Linked DNA regions of Triticum aestivum: region 2 is linked to region 1. A link is a contact called in public Hi-C data. All regions are on one chromosome and are shown on one strand. Each heading gives the region's core, a stretch centred on a gene start, on an enhancer-like site or on the middle of the called end of the contact. The rest is flanking DNA. Distances are from core to core; before and after follow the strand shown. Region 1 holds the start of LOC123111604 (AP2-associated protein kinase 1). Region 2 holds the start of LOC123111606 (RCC1 and BTB domain-containing protein 1).

The links. Hi-C and Micro-C count contacts between places; a contact is called where the count stands out from the background.
Region 2: a contact with region 1 is called in a Hi-C map of leaf, with 8 times the contacts expected there. The contact joins the promoter of LOC123111606 here to the promoter of LOC123111604 in region 1. A contact is called at or near these places in 4 of 5 Hi-C or Micro-C datasets (leaf and an unstated tissue).

The regions. Positions count from the first base shown.
Region 1 is chr5B:318,635,858-318,642,708 of IWGSC CS RefSeq v2.1, forward strand. It overlaps LOC123111604 (AP2-associated protein kinase 1), which reads right to left and starts at 5,176. Exons shown (of 9, transcript XR_006454580.1): 1 at 3,961-5,176; 2 at 3,252-3,417; 3 at 3,112-3,162; 4 at 2,790-2,972; 5 at 2,569-2,674; 6 at 1,215-1,921; 7 at 438-981; 8 at 186-232. It overlaps LOC123111605 (alpha-galactosidase), which reads left to right. Exons shown (of 13, transcript XM_044532424.1): 13 at 26-242. The coding sequence ends at 112.
Region 2 is chr5B:318,833,123-318,839,686 of IWGSC CS RefSeq v2.1, forward strand. It overlaps LOC123111606 (RCC1 and BTB domain-containing protein 1), which reads right to left and starts at 3,565. Exons shown (of 9, transcript XM_044532428.1): 1 at 3,307-3,565; 2 at 2,303-2,561; 3 at 1,089-1,282; 4 at 939-986; 5 at 59-131. The coding sequence starts at 2,555.

The DNA of each region.
Region 1 (6,851 bases), core at 3,926-6,425:
TGCGTATGATTTTTTGTGCTTGCAGGATGAGGTTACATCATCAGTGCAAGGAAACCTGACGAACAAGATGGATTCTCATGCTTGCAAGATGTATGTGCTGACCCCAAAATAGAACAGTATTCTCAACATTGCATATTACTATAAAATAATTATTTCAAAAGTCTCGAAAGATGACAATGTATTACCTTGGTATGTGTACATGCTGTGTCCAAACATTGATAGTGCTACATCCCTTGAAGATATATACCATGTCACGTGTGTCCAGATTTAATTATATGAATATTAAAGATGTAACACCAAAAAACTTTAACAAAAGAAAAGGAAAATTCTCCTTTAGTATTTCTATTATCTGGCAAGTTACAGGTTTCAGTGAAACATTTGCATGTCACTAAATTTCAGTACCAGAGAAACTTATACAAAAGCATTGGCGAACATACCTACGTCAATTCTGGCACTCCTGGGTTGGGCTCATTTTGCTCCCTCTCAACACCACTCAATTTATATGATTATGATACAATGGATGGACCATATTTCTGTAATTCTATAGGAGTATAGTCTCATCAGATACCAAATATCCTTATTGGCGATAGCACATTAAAACCCAGTCCATCCAGCTGGTTGGTAGGGTGCATCTTTCTCCACTTCAGCCTTAAGAGTGTTGAGGGACTGAGAAGCATTCCCCAAATTTGACATCTCAGAAGGCACGGTGCCAGAAGGTACAGCCTTAAAGCTATCTTGACCGAAGGCAAAGGGGTCGGCACCAGAGTTTGTTTTTGACTGATTAAGCGAGCCGGCTTTGTTGCTTTGTGATGCCCTTAAAGTTCGGACCGACCTCGGGTGGGCACTTTTTACAGCTGCTTGAGCTTTCGGCTCTTCAGGGAAAGCGGACCATGGCTTGGGATCTGGGCTTGCTGTCCCTGGACTTGATGTAAATAGACCTTGCCGGAGCTCTGGTGGGGTTCCTGCAATCTTCTCCCTTGGCTGTGAAAAGTAATACATTACTGTATCAGCTAAGGGTTCAGATTGTGTGCAGTAATGGCTAATTAGCTATGAAATTGGAAACACCGGGCTAGATCATTAATTCATTATATGTTAGAACTTAAAACTATATGGTTTCACTTATGTATATCTGTTACGAATTTTCCGCTCTAGCCAGTCAATCTAGATATTATTTTGTACAGTAAGAAGATTAGTTAGACATGTAGTAATCATACCGGAGTGTCAAGGCTTGTGCTGGGTGGGGAGAATTCAGCCTTCAAATTTTCTTTCAACTCCTTAACTGGCACTGGTGCAGAAGTTGTGGCTAGCGCTTGTTTAAGTTCCTGTATCTCCCGCCTCTGAGAGGAGCAAATGGCTGACAATCTATCAAACTTCAGTGAGATTTCTTCCTTCTCTAAGTTTGCTATCTTCAATTGCTCCTTGAGTAAAGTTACTTCGGCCTCCAGCTGTTGTCCTTTCAATTTACTTGCCGCGTTTAAACTACCGGCATTGTCCTCTGAGCTCACCTTAACATTATCAAAGTCTGCCACAAAGGAGCTAAAAGTGGCAGTCTGTGCACTGGTTTTGTTATCTGGTTTAGTGTTTTGGGTTTTCTCTAGGCCATATTCTGAACCATTTGGAGAAAACCTTATTTCAAAATCCCCAGGAGAACTATCAACAGAAGCAGAAAGAGACTGTCTGTATGCATTCCGTGTTGTGTTCTGGTTCTTTGCCTGAGGTTGCTTTGCTATGCCATCATGTATGGGCTCTTGATCTAGAACTGACCCCTTGTCATCCGCAAAAGCTAGTTCTTGTGCATGTTGAGTTGACCAAAATGCACCTGCAGAACCCTTACTCTCAGCAGGAACTTGTGACCTCAAAATGGAAGGACCTTTCGGAGGTGTATTTCTCACATTGTCTCTTGACCGTGATGAAGAAGGTCCTGGAATACATAGTTTTCATTACGAAATAAATATAGCAGATGAAGTTGTTCTCATATGGAACCAAAATCACTGAGACCTAGAGAAGAAAAATCTGATGAACTACTATAACAAAATGGCTTTTCCATGTCATCCTTGCACTATCTAAAAAAATGCTTTTCCCTGGTATCCTTGTGTCCTACTCCCTCCGTTCACTATTATAAGATGTTCTAACTTTTTTCTGAATCGATAGTTCTATTATGATTACTTACACTTATATTCACATGCAAACATGCCACCTCAGCATGCAACCATGCATGGGAGAAGGCCCACCTTAACACAAACCATGCATGGAAATTTTCGTTCTATTATGATTAGATTACTTACACTTATATTCAATAAAAAATCAACTATACAATACATTAAATCATATGTATTTTCAGTTTTAATTATCATATTATTGAAACAAATGTTCATGTTCCATACAACTGAATCTCATGAAATATATTGCATCCAATTGCCGTTATCTAGTAGGTAAGCTTTCGCGTATGTATTCCTTACATTTACTAATCTTTCTACACATAAACCTAAGAAGTAACATGAAAATAAGAAACCATGCTCACAGCAGCGGCTTCAATTCTTAAGAAGGGCAAAATCAAAGAAGCCAAACCTTCATCCTCAGTAGTTTGCAATTCAAATGCTGATCCAGATGGGGATCCATCAGGTAAATCCTTTTGCAGCTCCAAAGGAAGTAACTCATTAACACGAAACCATACCTATAACAGTACATGCATGAATATTAGAGAACTGGAAGGCTAATTCGGCCACATGCACTAACTAAGACCAACCTAAATTCATGGAAGTGAATGGCCAATGAAGCAAAGCCCTTGCCTGTGTAATGTCTGGTCTGGCATCTGGAGAGGACTGAAGCATCTCTTCGATCAGACTTGTAATGGAAGAACAGTACTTCGGTAATTCAGGGATACGATAGTTCCCATTGAGGATCTGAAGCTTTGATTCTAAACCAAAAGCTGATTTTAAGTAGCAGATTCTATACATGAGACATCCAAGAGCCTAAAAAAATCAGTACCACCTTAGCTTATGCAGTTATTAAGAGTTAATCAGATACAACAAAGTAAACACCAGTTCAAAGAACAAGATAGGTAATACAGGAAACAAAAAAAATAGTGTAATGGCTGCAAAGATGGTTTACCCATATATCTACTTTCTCACTAATAACTTCCCTCCTGTACAAGTCCCACATCTGCAATCAGTAAACAAGCTTATATTAAGTAAATATGTGAAGGAACTGAGAAAGAGCTCATAAGTCATAATAGGTTGATTCAATCAAACCTCAGGAGCCCTATAAGCAGGAGTTGTATGCTTTCTGATGACATCTTCTTCAATGCCCCTCTCCTCTGGTTTATCAAAGCACTTATGGTTTGTTGATACACTACCAAAATCACATAATTTCCAAGCCCCGTCAGCACCAAGAAGCACATTTTCGGCCTTTAGGTCCCTGCACATAGAATAGATTTGCTGTGATGCCTCTAGAATGAAGATCGACGTAGCAATTTCTTGAAGGATTAGACTGACAATGTTAAAAGAATAACATGTAATAATGAATTATCCAATTGCAATCTACAGCCAACTGGAGTTTATAATGCACTAGATGAAGTAACGCAACCAAGACTGAGTGGAAAGCTATATGAAACAGCATAGAATTATGCAAAACTAAAGCTGCCACATGATCGATGTAAGTGACATACTTGTGTCCTGATACTATTTTAGTGATCTAAACGCTCTTATATTAGTTTACTAGTTTACGGAGGGAGTACATCAGAGAGCAATACAGTATTCTGATACAGATGAAACAATATGCTCAAGATAAGATGGAGTAACTAGCACATGATTTCCTGCTGCTTGTCATGGGACTAACTCTATCCGACGAAGCAATGGAGTCACATGCAAAACGTTCATTGCAAAAGCACCAACAACAGAGAACTGCTTGCTGTAGACATTTCACACAGCAATTCCATAGGTTGGGATATGAAAGGCAGACCTGTGAGCAACAGGTGGTGTCTGGCAGTGCATCGCGAACACCGCATTGCAAACATCCCGGAAGATGAGAGCAACCTGCTCCTCATCATAGAACCCTGCAGTACCTCTAGTGTCCAAGGCAGAAACCAGCGATCTCTCGCAGAACTCCATCAGCAGAAGCGCCTCCCTCCCACGGCCCATATCCATTATGGCGTGCGCAACGAGCGTGACCACGTTCGGGTGCCCCTTGAGCGCCCTCATCACCGTGATCTCCTTCTGCACCAGGTCCAGCGACTCCTTGTCCTGGGCAATGACGTGCTTGAGCGCGTACTTCTTTGCTGGGTTGGTCAGGTCCCGGGCGAGGTACACGCACGAGAACCCACCCTCAGCAATGGCTTCCCGGACGTGCACCTTCACATTGCCGACATCGATGGTTCGGCCCTCGAGGCCGCCAGAAGGCCCGGAATGCTCTTTGGGCATGAGCTGCCTGAACGGTCTCCACATGATTTGATTAATTACTGATCCTCAGCCCTCACAAGTCAAAAGCGCCTGGTTCAGCCTCAGAAACCTCCTATGTGAAGTTTATCCACACTCAGCAAGGATTTCTCAGCATGGTAAAGCTTGAGAGCTACGAATCAACAGGGTCCGTCCGAGCGGCAGAACAGTGATCGGCGTCTCTCAAGATCTGCCTGTCTATCCAGCTTTGATACAGCAACTGTCGAATGGCCGTCCCTCCGAGCAGATCTACCTACCTGGCATACCGCTTAACACCAACGAAGAAGCCAGCGAGCAACCTAGCTCAGCAGCGCCCGCTGCCGCCCTGCCGCCAAACAAACACCTTGTGTGCAACTGCAATGGCCAGCCGACACGACGAAGCAGCAATGGAAGAAGAGGAGATCGACCAAGTCAGCAGCAACCAATCAGTTCAACCAAGAAACGACCAGACCCGGCCCGCTTGAAGCAGTCCGGGATCAAGAACTGGTCGTGGGCGGCCAACCAGGAAGCGACCAACCCCCAGCCCGGCCGCCTCACTCAGAGCAGCAGGTGTAGTAGGGTCCGGGACTCGCCAGCTCCGATCTGGAGGCCGTGGGGGGGTGGTGTGCCTGTGGGGCAGGCAGGATTGCTTGCTCGTAGGGGTTAGCGGCGGGCAGACCGGGAGCAGGAGGAAGAAGAAAAGAGGAAAGATTTGTTTGTTACGGGCTTACGGTGGCGAGGCGAGGCGAGGCGAGTGGGATTTCCGTCGCGTGGGGACGCGTGGCGTGGAAGACCGGTTCCCTTCCCTAGCACGTTCCGCGTTGAGTTGCTGGGGAAAAGGAAGGGACAGGCTGGTTGGTTGCACTGTCGCATTCGCATCTGTGCTTGCTTAGCACAATCACTTTCTTCCTTCTCTCTTTTTTTCGGGGAAATACTTGTATTACTCTATCACAATGTCTACAATCATTACGAACTTCTACGAGAACTTCATCAGGGCCTGAACCCAACCAAGTCATAGTCCTGCCTTCTCTTCTACCAAAGTTTGCTAACCTATCACTAGCCTTATTTTGAGAACGAAAAACATGAGTTAATACAAATAGTTTGATGACTAATAAGATATCTAATCTCATTGACCAGAGAAGCATAAACTGAGCGATCCACCTCGCTACTAGTGATCATAGCAACCGATGTCAGCGAGTCCATCTCAATAACCACCAGGAGTTCACTTCTCTGTAAGGCAAAAGAAAGGCCTTCCATACATGCACATAACTCTGCCTCTAGTGCGTTCATGCAGGTAAACAGGGCTCTACATGCCGAGAAAATAATTTCTCCATCAGATCTCCGCAAAGATTATTCATGCACCGGCCACCTCACTCGCCACGTAAGATCTGTCAGTGTTCAGTTTTAGTCATCCATGCCTCGGTGGTGTCCAACCTGGGTCAACATCAGGGCATCTAATCCCAGGTACACTAGGAATATATGTAGTAACAAATTTATCTTTTGTTGGATCAATGTGTGAGTTCAGCTGAGTGCAAATCAGTGAATCCAAATAGCTCTGTAGATAATTCACAGAAGCTTCCATGTGCGGAGCTGCCTTGGAATGTGTCACTTCGTTCCGCACATACCATGCTCTCTAGAAAGTCATAAGCATCATGCATCTTTCAACTTCACTTAACGGAGCCATGGCCTGGATGATGAGGAACACTAGATGAGAAGAAAGAAAAACACATGCCAAATCTATTTGGCTATTTCTAGATGATTCCACTCTAGTGTAGTATTTCTTTTGTTTTCTTTACCCTACCCGTTGTTTCTAGAGTTCTATAGTTATGAGTAGTTGTGAATAGAGAGATGAATCCTAAATAATGTTTTCTGGAGTGTTCCAGCTATAAGTAGAAGTATGTGAAGGCTTCCCAAAGCTCTATAAATAGAGGTCATCACCTCTACTTTGTAAACCAGACTATGTACCCACTACCTATAATAGAACTTGTTGTTCTTATCTAAGATCTTGGAGTAGGTCTTGTGCTCTAGGAGTTCTGGATTGAACTCTTGCTGCCATATCGGCCTACGTTCGCCTCTAGAGCGGAATCTAGCGCAACACATTGAAGTTGTTCCTTCAACACTTGTGTTGTACACATTGTAGCAGCAAAATGGAGTTGCTCCTCCACAACCTTTGTGCTGCTTCAGGTGGCACCAGAGCCTCGTTGACCCATACTAGTTTTTGTTGTCCTCTTCGAGAGCAAGCTGCAGCAAGCAATGGAGCAATTGGAGAAGAGGATGGATGATGCAAAACAACAAATCAAAGAGCTGCATGAAGATCTTAATCGGAGATTTGATCAGCTAGTTGAGATGATAAGAAAGGGTGTCCCCTGCTACCAATGAAGGAGATTCCTCTAAAGAAGAAGAAGATGTTCATCAAAGAAGAAGGAGAGGTATTCTTGG
Region 2 (6,564 bases), core at 2,315-4,814, 200 kb after region 1:
ATTTACAAGTAAAACATGCGGACAGAAGATGGACAAGACTTTTAACATGAAACATTACCCCATGCTTGCAGCAGGCCATCATCCGATAGGGCCACCACATGAACAGCTCCACAAGAAACCTGCCGAATTACCTGTGAATGTATGACTGATATTTTCAGTGCCACGATATCACCTCAAACATACATTAAAAAACAGTGTCAGTAACATTTAAATCTGCCAACAGTTACTATTATTCATTTTGGGTGCTATTAGAGCATCTCCAGCAGGGACCCTTAAATCTGTCAGCTTATCCCCCAAGTTGATCCCCCCTCCTAGGCAAGTAACACAGGCCATATAATAAATTTGCACCCTGAGCTAAAAAGCAAAGCAATAGTTATTCCCTTGCACCCTCTCTTTACTTTCCTAGCAGTAGATGAATTTTAGGGTTTACCATCATCTGGTTTTCCATAACTGTCAGGTTTATTAAGAAAAAGAAACACTTTCAGGGGCACGTGAAAACAGCATACAAGCATATAACCTGCTAGGTGGGAAGTACAAATTCTACTAGAGATCTAATTTGGCAAACTAGGTGAAGTTTCCAAGTCCACCATAGACATTTGTCACTGGGGGAACAAATAGTTCATGGACAACACGAAAAAATATATCAGCACATGAGTATTGTTTAAACATTTGGTGTTCAGCTTCATACAGGAAATTAAGGATCAAGACCACGGGGGATTTGAATAAATACTTTCCTATATGGTGAAATGTATCTATGCATATAGTTGGCATAACTTATCATGTTTACTTCTGGACAGATGAAACAGGGTAAACTAAGAGGAAACATCAAATAAACAGGACTAAAAAAGAAGGCTGCAATGTTTGAGTACACAAACATTCGGTCTCATGAATCTACTTGAACTGTGCGACATAATTGATCCAGTGTAATTGAACTTTACCGTGTTTGGTGCAAAAGCACCCCAGTATAGGCGAGGGTAATCTGAGCCCTGCAAGGATCATTCAAACACAAATGCTAACTATTTTTGTGTTACAAGTTGGTTCTCAATCTACAAGGGACAGATTCAGCAGTACAATTAATTTAGGCAAACCTGATTTTGTCCCCAAACCCATAACCTGCTTCTCGATATTGAGCCATCATTTTCTCGAGGTTCAGCAATAGCAGCTGTACAGTGTGCACCACAGGACACCGATTTCACAAACTCAGTCGCCAGTGCATTGACCTTTTTAGGTTCCTTTGCACTCTCCTCTGTCCCATCTCCCAACTGGCCAAAGTCATTTGCACCTGTACATTTTAAGTCAAATGTAATCTGCTTTTGGAAGATTTCTAATCATGTTCACATATACTTGGTACTTTCTACCAAATTATAGACACAAAAAGGTTGCACAGTAGGGTGGAATCGGAAAAATATTACATAATAACTATCAGAATGTCATGTTATCAGAGGAGGCACCATGCTTCCAGACCTCCAGCTGAGAGGGCCAAGGAATCCTAGTACTACTCGGTTGCAGCATGATCTAGATGCCTTCAGCTCGAGTCCTTGTCCTATATGGTGTCTTAGTAGCTGCACGTTTAGCATAGGGAAGAGTCCTAAGTCCAACTTTGCTTCTGAGTCATATGAGTAAGGACAACCTCTATATAACGAGGCAGCCACCGTTCTTATTAATCAAGCTACAAAGTCTAATCACCGATCTCTATTTCTCTGCTTCTGCCTCCCATAATTTGGATGCCCTGTCCCTTGTGCAACTTCTGCTATCACAGCTCCGCCGACAGGACACCGCAAGGGTACTGGTCCACGGCCTCCTGCCTATCATGATTATCACCTACACGCAATCCATATCGCGACACAGAAGAACAACCGACAAGCCAGTTAAAAGGAGATAAATAAAATTGGTGAGACTGGTCTCAAAATGCCTAGCGAGTATGATGTGCCAAGTATCCATGAATAGTATAGTCCATTCACTACTAGGCAGGAACTTCTCCAAGCATGTAGCACTGACTAGTGGCAGAGCTTGCACCAAAAAACTGGATGGGCTGGGTGGGCCAGGCTGCAAGAGTACTCAAGGATGGCATTCTACGGCTCATGGTCTGGCTGTAATATGATGAAATGCTCCAGAGCTGGGTGGGCCATGCGCATGTAGCACCGCCACTGGCCCCGATGGTAAAAATCATCAGGGATAATAACTCAACTACAATATTTCAGATCCAAATATAACAGCGATGGCATGGCATTAATGGCAACACTCCCGCTTGATGGTTATCTAACACTCCGCAATATACAAGATTTAGTAAAGATGGACCTACCCCAGGTGAAGAGTGATCCGTCAGAAACTACTGCAGCAGTGTGCGCACGGCCACATGCAATATCAATCCATCTGAGGTTCTCGCCATCCCTACAGGTGAATAGTTTGGGAGGTAGGCTCTTGGGGATCCTCAGGTGGCGCTCCTTGCCCTTGCGTGCAGTCTGGCCACTCTGGTTATATCCCCATGTGTATATAGCACTCTTGGTTGGCATGCCAACAACACGCAAGTTGCAGATCACATCATCTATATCCATTGCTGTCTGTTCATCAAATGCAAAACAGCAAACAAAGTGACAAAGCGATGAGGACGAATCTATTCAGGTTGCTGATGAAGCAGTTTAGCTACAAGCGTCCAACTTTGAACAACACTTCAGTTACCCGGCACAGGAAGCATCAAAATTCACATCCCCTTTCAGGTGCTCAATTACGAAACGATTCAACTGGATAATTTGCAATAATTAAGCAGGAAGGCATTAATTAGAGGTGCCACTATTACAAGTAGGAAGCTTTTTACAAAAACTCCATAGTCCCACACATCAAATCAGTAATTTAATGCAAAAACATTGGTTAGGATGTGTAACCTCTGGTCTAGTTGGCCCCCAAAATAATACTACGATCTTTCGAAGTATTTCGAACCGCAGTACCAACTTTAGCTAAAAGGGCAATTCGAATTGCAAATTCAGCCACCAAGATTTCTATTTTATTTCTAACTGATAGTCAATCCAAGGTTAAAAATGTTCCCAACTTGCATAAAACTGAGACCCAGCCCCGCAGTCTGCCCAAACATTAGGACCTTGCTGAGGGGATTGCACAAGAATCAGATGATCAGGGGATGTGGATTGTTTCAATCAATCAATTGAACCCCCATATTTTTCATGAAAATAAGCCTGCTCCTGTTATTAGTACTATGACCAGTTCGTCAGGGTACATACTAAATAGACATTGGCGGCCGCTGAAATGAGAGCGAGAAGAACATGGATCCAAAGAAAGCTAGGGCTTTCTTACCAACAACAAAAGAAGGAACTACGGCCGGATGGATCTTCACTTGGGGCCGGAGTAGCAATCTCGCTTCCTTGGGCGGATGGGGGTAGGAGGTCGCGGGAGGACGGAGCGAGACTGCGGGGCCGACGAGCAGGGGATTCCCGATTTCTCTAGAATAGCTTCCGGATTCCCAAGTTCCGAGCGACAAGGGAAGGGAGAAAGCGAACGGTTCGCACAAAAAGTCACGTGCCGAACCCAAGGAGGACGGCCGCAGCAAATGGTGTGATTTTTTCTTTTCTGCCCGACAAAAGAAGCGTCCAGCTTTATAAATTACTCCATCGATAAAGAAATATAAGAGCATTTATATCACTATTTTAGTGTTGTTTTCTAGATATTTCAACAAATGACTACATATGAAGCAAAATGAGTGAATCTACACTCTAAAATATGTCTATATATATTCGTATGTGATAGTCAATTTGAAATCTCTAAAAAGACAAATATTTAGAAACGAATAGTACCGAAGTGCTATAGAATGGAGACTACTATAGTTCTATAGCGATTCGGCGCTTATCCGGCCATTCCACCACGAACCCGAATCTTGGAGCAAAGGCACCTACCACGTCACACTTTACAGGTGTCCATTTCAAAGATGGCTTAGCGCGAACGCATGTTGATGAGGAACCACCTTTTCCTTCCACCCCCAATCCCACCCCACAACGTACTGTTCCCATCCGCTTTCTTCCTCTCCATTTTTGCCACTATGCCGCAGGTGGACGACGCGCTGCCTGAGGTTAGTGGAGGTGGCATCAGGAGGCTTGTTGTATGGTAATAAACCCCTATGTGGCTCAATCTTTCACATTTGGAGATGGATCAAAAGAAAAGAAGAACACGCAAGACGGGATCCAAATCACACATCCACTCTCTCCACAAATCCATATAAGTACCACAAGATTCACAATCAACAAGGGAAACAAGTAACAATGTAAAGTTCCTTCCAAATCCACAAGGGAGTTGAGGTCTGTGACGCCCCCGATTCAATCGTACACTAATCATACACGCAAACGTGTACGATCAAGATCAGGGACTCACGGGAAGATATCACAACACAATTCTAAAAATAAAATAAGTCATACAAGCATCATAATACAAGCCAGGGGCCTCGAGGGCTCGAATACAAGTGCTCGATCATAGACGAGTCAGCGGAAGCAACAATATCTGAGTACAGGCATAAGTTAAACAAGTTTGCCTTAAGAAGGCTAGCACAAACTGGGATACAAATCGAAAGAGGCGCAGGCCTCCTGCCTGGGATCCTCCTAACTACTCTTGGTCGTCGTCAGCGGCCTGCACGTAGAAGTAGGCACCTCCAGTGTAGTAGGAATCATCGTCGACGGTGGCGTCTGGCTCCAGGGCTCCAGCATCTGGTTGCGACAACCAGGTAGAAGGGAAAGGGGAAAAGAGGGAGAAAAGCAACCGTGAGTACTCATCCAAAGTACTCGCAAGCAAAGAGCTACACTACATATGCATGGGTATATGTGTAAAGGGCCATATCGGTGGACTGAACTGCAAATGCCAGAATAAAAGGGGGATAGCTAATCCTGTCGAAGACTACGCTTCTGGCAGCCTCCGTCTTGCAGCATGTAAAGAGAGTAGATTGAAGTCCTCCAAGTAGCATCTCCAAGTAGCATCTCCAAGTAGCATCTCCAGTAGCATCGCATAGCATAATCCTACCCGGCGATCCTCCCCTCGTCGCCCTGTGGAAAAGCGATCACCGGGTTGTCTGTGGAACTTAGAAGGGTGTGTTTTATTAAGTATCCGGTTCTAGTTGTCATAAGGTCAAGGTACAACTCCAAGTCGTCCTGTTACCGAAGATCACGGCTATTCGAATAGATTAACTTCCCTGCAGGGGTGCACCACATAACCCAACACGCTCGATCTCATTTGGCCGGACACACTTTCCTGGGTCATGCCCGGCCTCCAAAGATCAACACGTCGTAGCCCCACCTAGGCACAACAGAGAGGTCAGCACGCCGGTCTAAATCCTATGCGCGCAGGGGTCTGGGCCCATCGCCCATTGCACACCTGCACGTTGCGTACGCGGCCGATGAGCAGACCTAGCAACCTCCATTACAAAGGAAGTTGCGTTAACGCAGTCCAACCCGGCGCGCGCCGCTTAGTCGCTGACGTCAAGAAGGCTTCGGCTGATACCACGACGTCGAGTGCCCATAACTTTCCCGCGTAGTTGGTTAGTGCGCATAGGCCAGTAGCCAGACTCAGATCAAATACCAAGATCTCGTTAAGCGTGTTAAGTATCCGCGAACGCCGAACAGGGCCAGGCCCACCTGTCTCCTAGGTGGTCTCAACCTGCCCTATCGCTCCGCCACAAAGTAACAGCCGGGGGCCGTCGGGAACCCAGGCCCACCTCTACCGGGATGGAGCCACCTGTCCTTTCAGCCCCCTCATCAGAATCACTTGCGGGTACTCATCGAGCTGACCCGACTTTAGTCATCATCTGTATAGTATGTATGTATGTATAGTATATACCCGTGATCACCTCCCGAGTGATCGGCCCAATAGTATAGCAAGGCAGACTGACAAGAATGTAGGGCCAATGATGATAAACTAGCATCCTATACTAAGTATTTAGGATTGCAGGTAAGGTATCAACAGATGTAGCAACAATGTCAGGCTATGCATCAGAATAGGATTAACGGAAAGCAGTAACATGCTACACTACTCTAATGCAAGCAGTATAGAGGAGAATAGGCGATATCTGGTGATCAAGGGGGGGGGGGCTTGCCTGGTTGCTGTGGCAAGAAGGACGAGTCACCAACACCGTAGTCGAACTGGGGGTTGCCGGCAGTCTCGGGGTCTATCGGAAAGAAGTAACGGAGAGGGAACACAATAAATAACAGAGCAATCAAAGCATCACAAAGTGTAACAAGACAATACGCTGTGTTCGGTGTGCCCTAATGCGGTAGTAGGTGATACCGGTGAAGGGGGGAAAACATCCGGGAAGTATTCCCGGTGTTTCGTGTTTTCTGACAGATGAACCGGAGGGGGAAAGTTGCGGGTTTGATATGTTAGGGGTGTGTGGTGGACGAACGGGCTGCGTATCCGGGTTTGTCTCGTCGTTTTGAGCAACTTTCATGTTGAAAATATTTTAATCCGAGTTACGGATTAAAAGATATGATTTTCTAAAGATTTTATTAATTTCTGGAATTTAATTAATTATTTAATTAATTCGAAAATGATTTAATGACATCAGCATGATGTCATGCT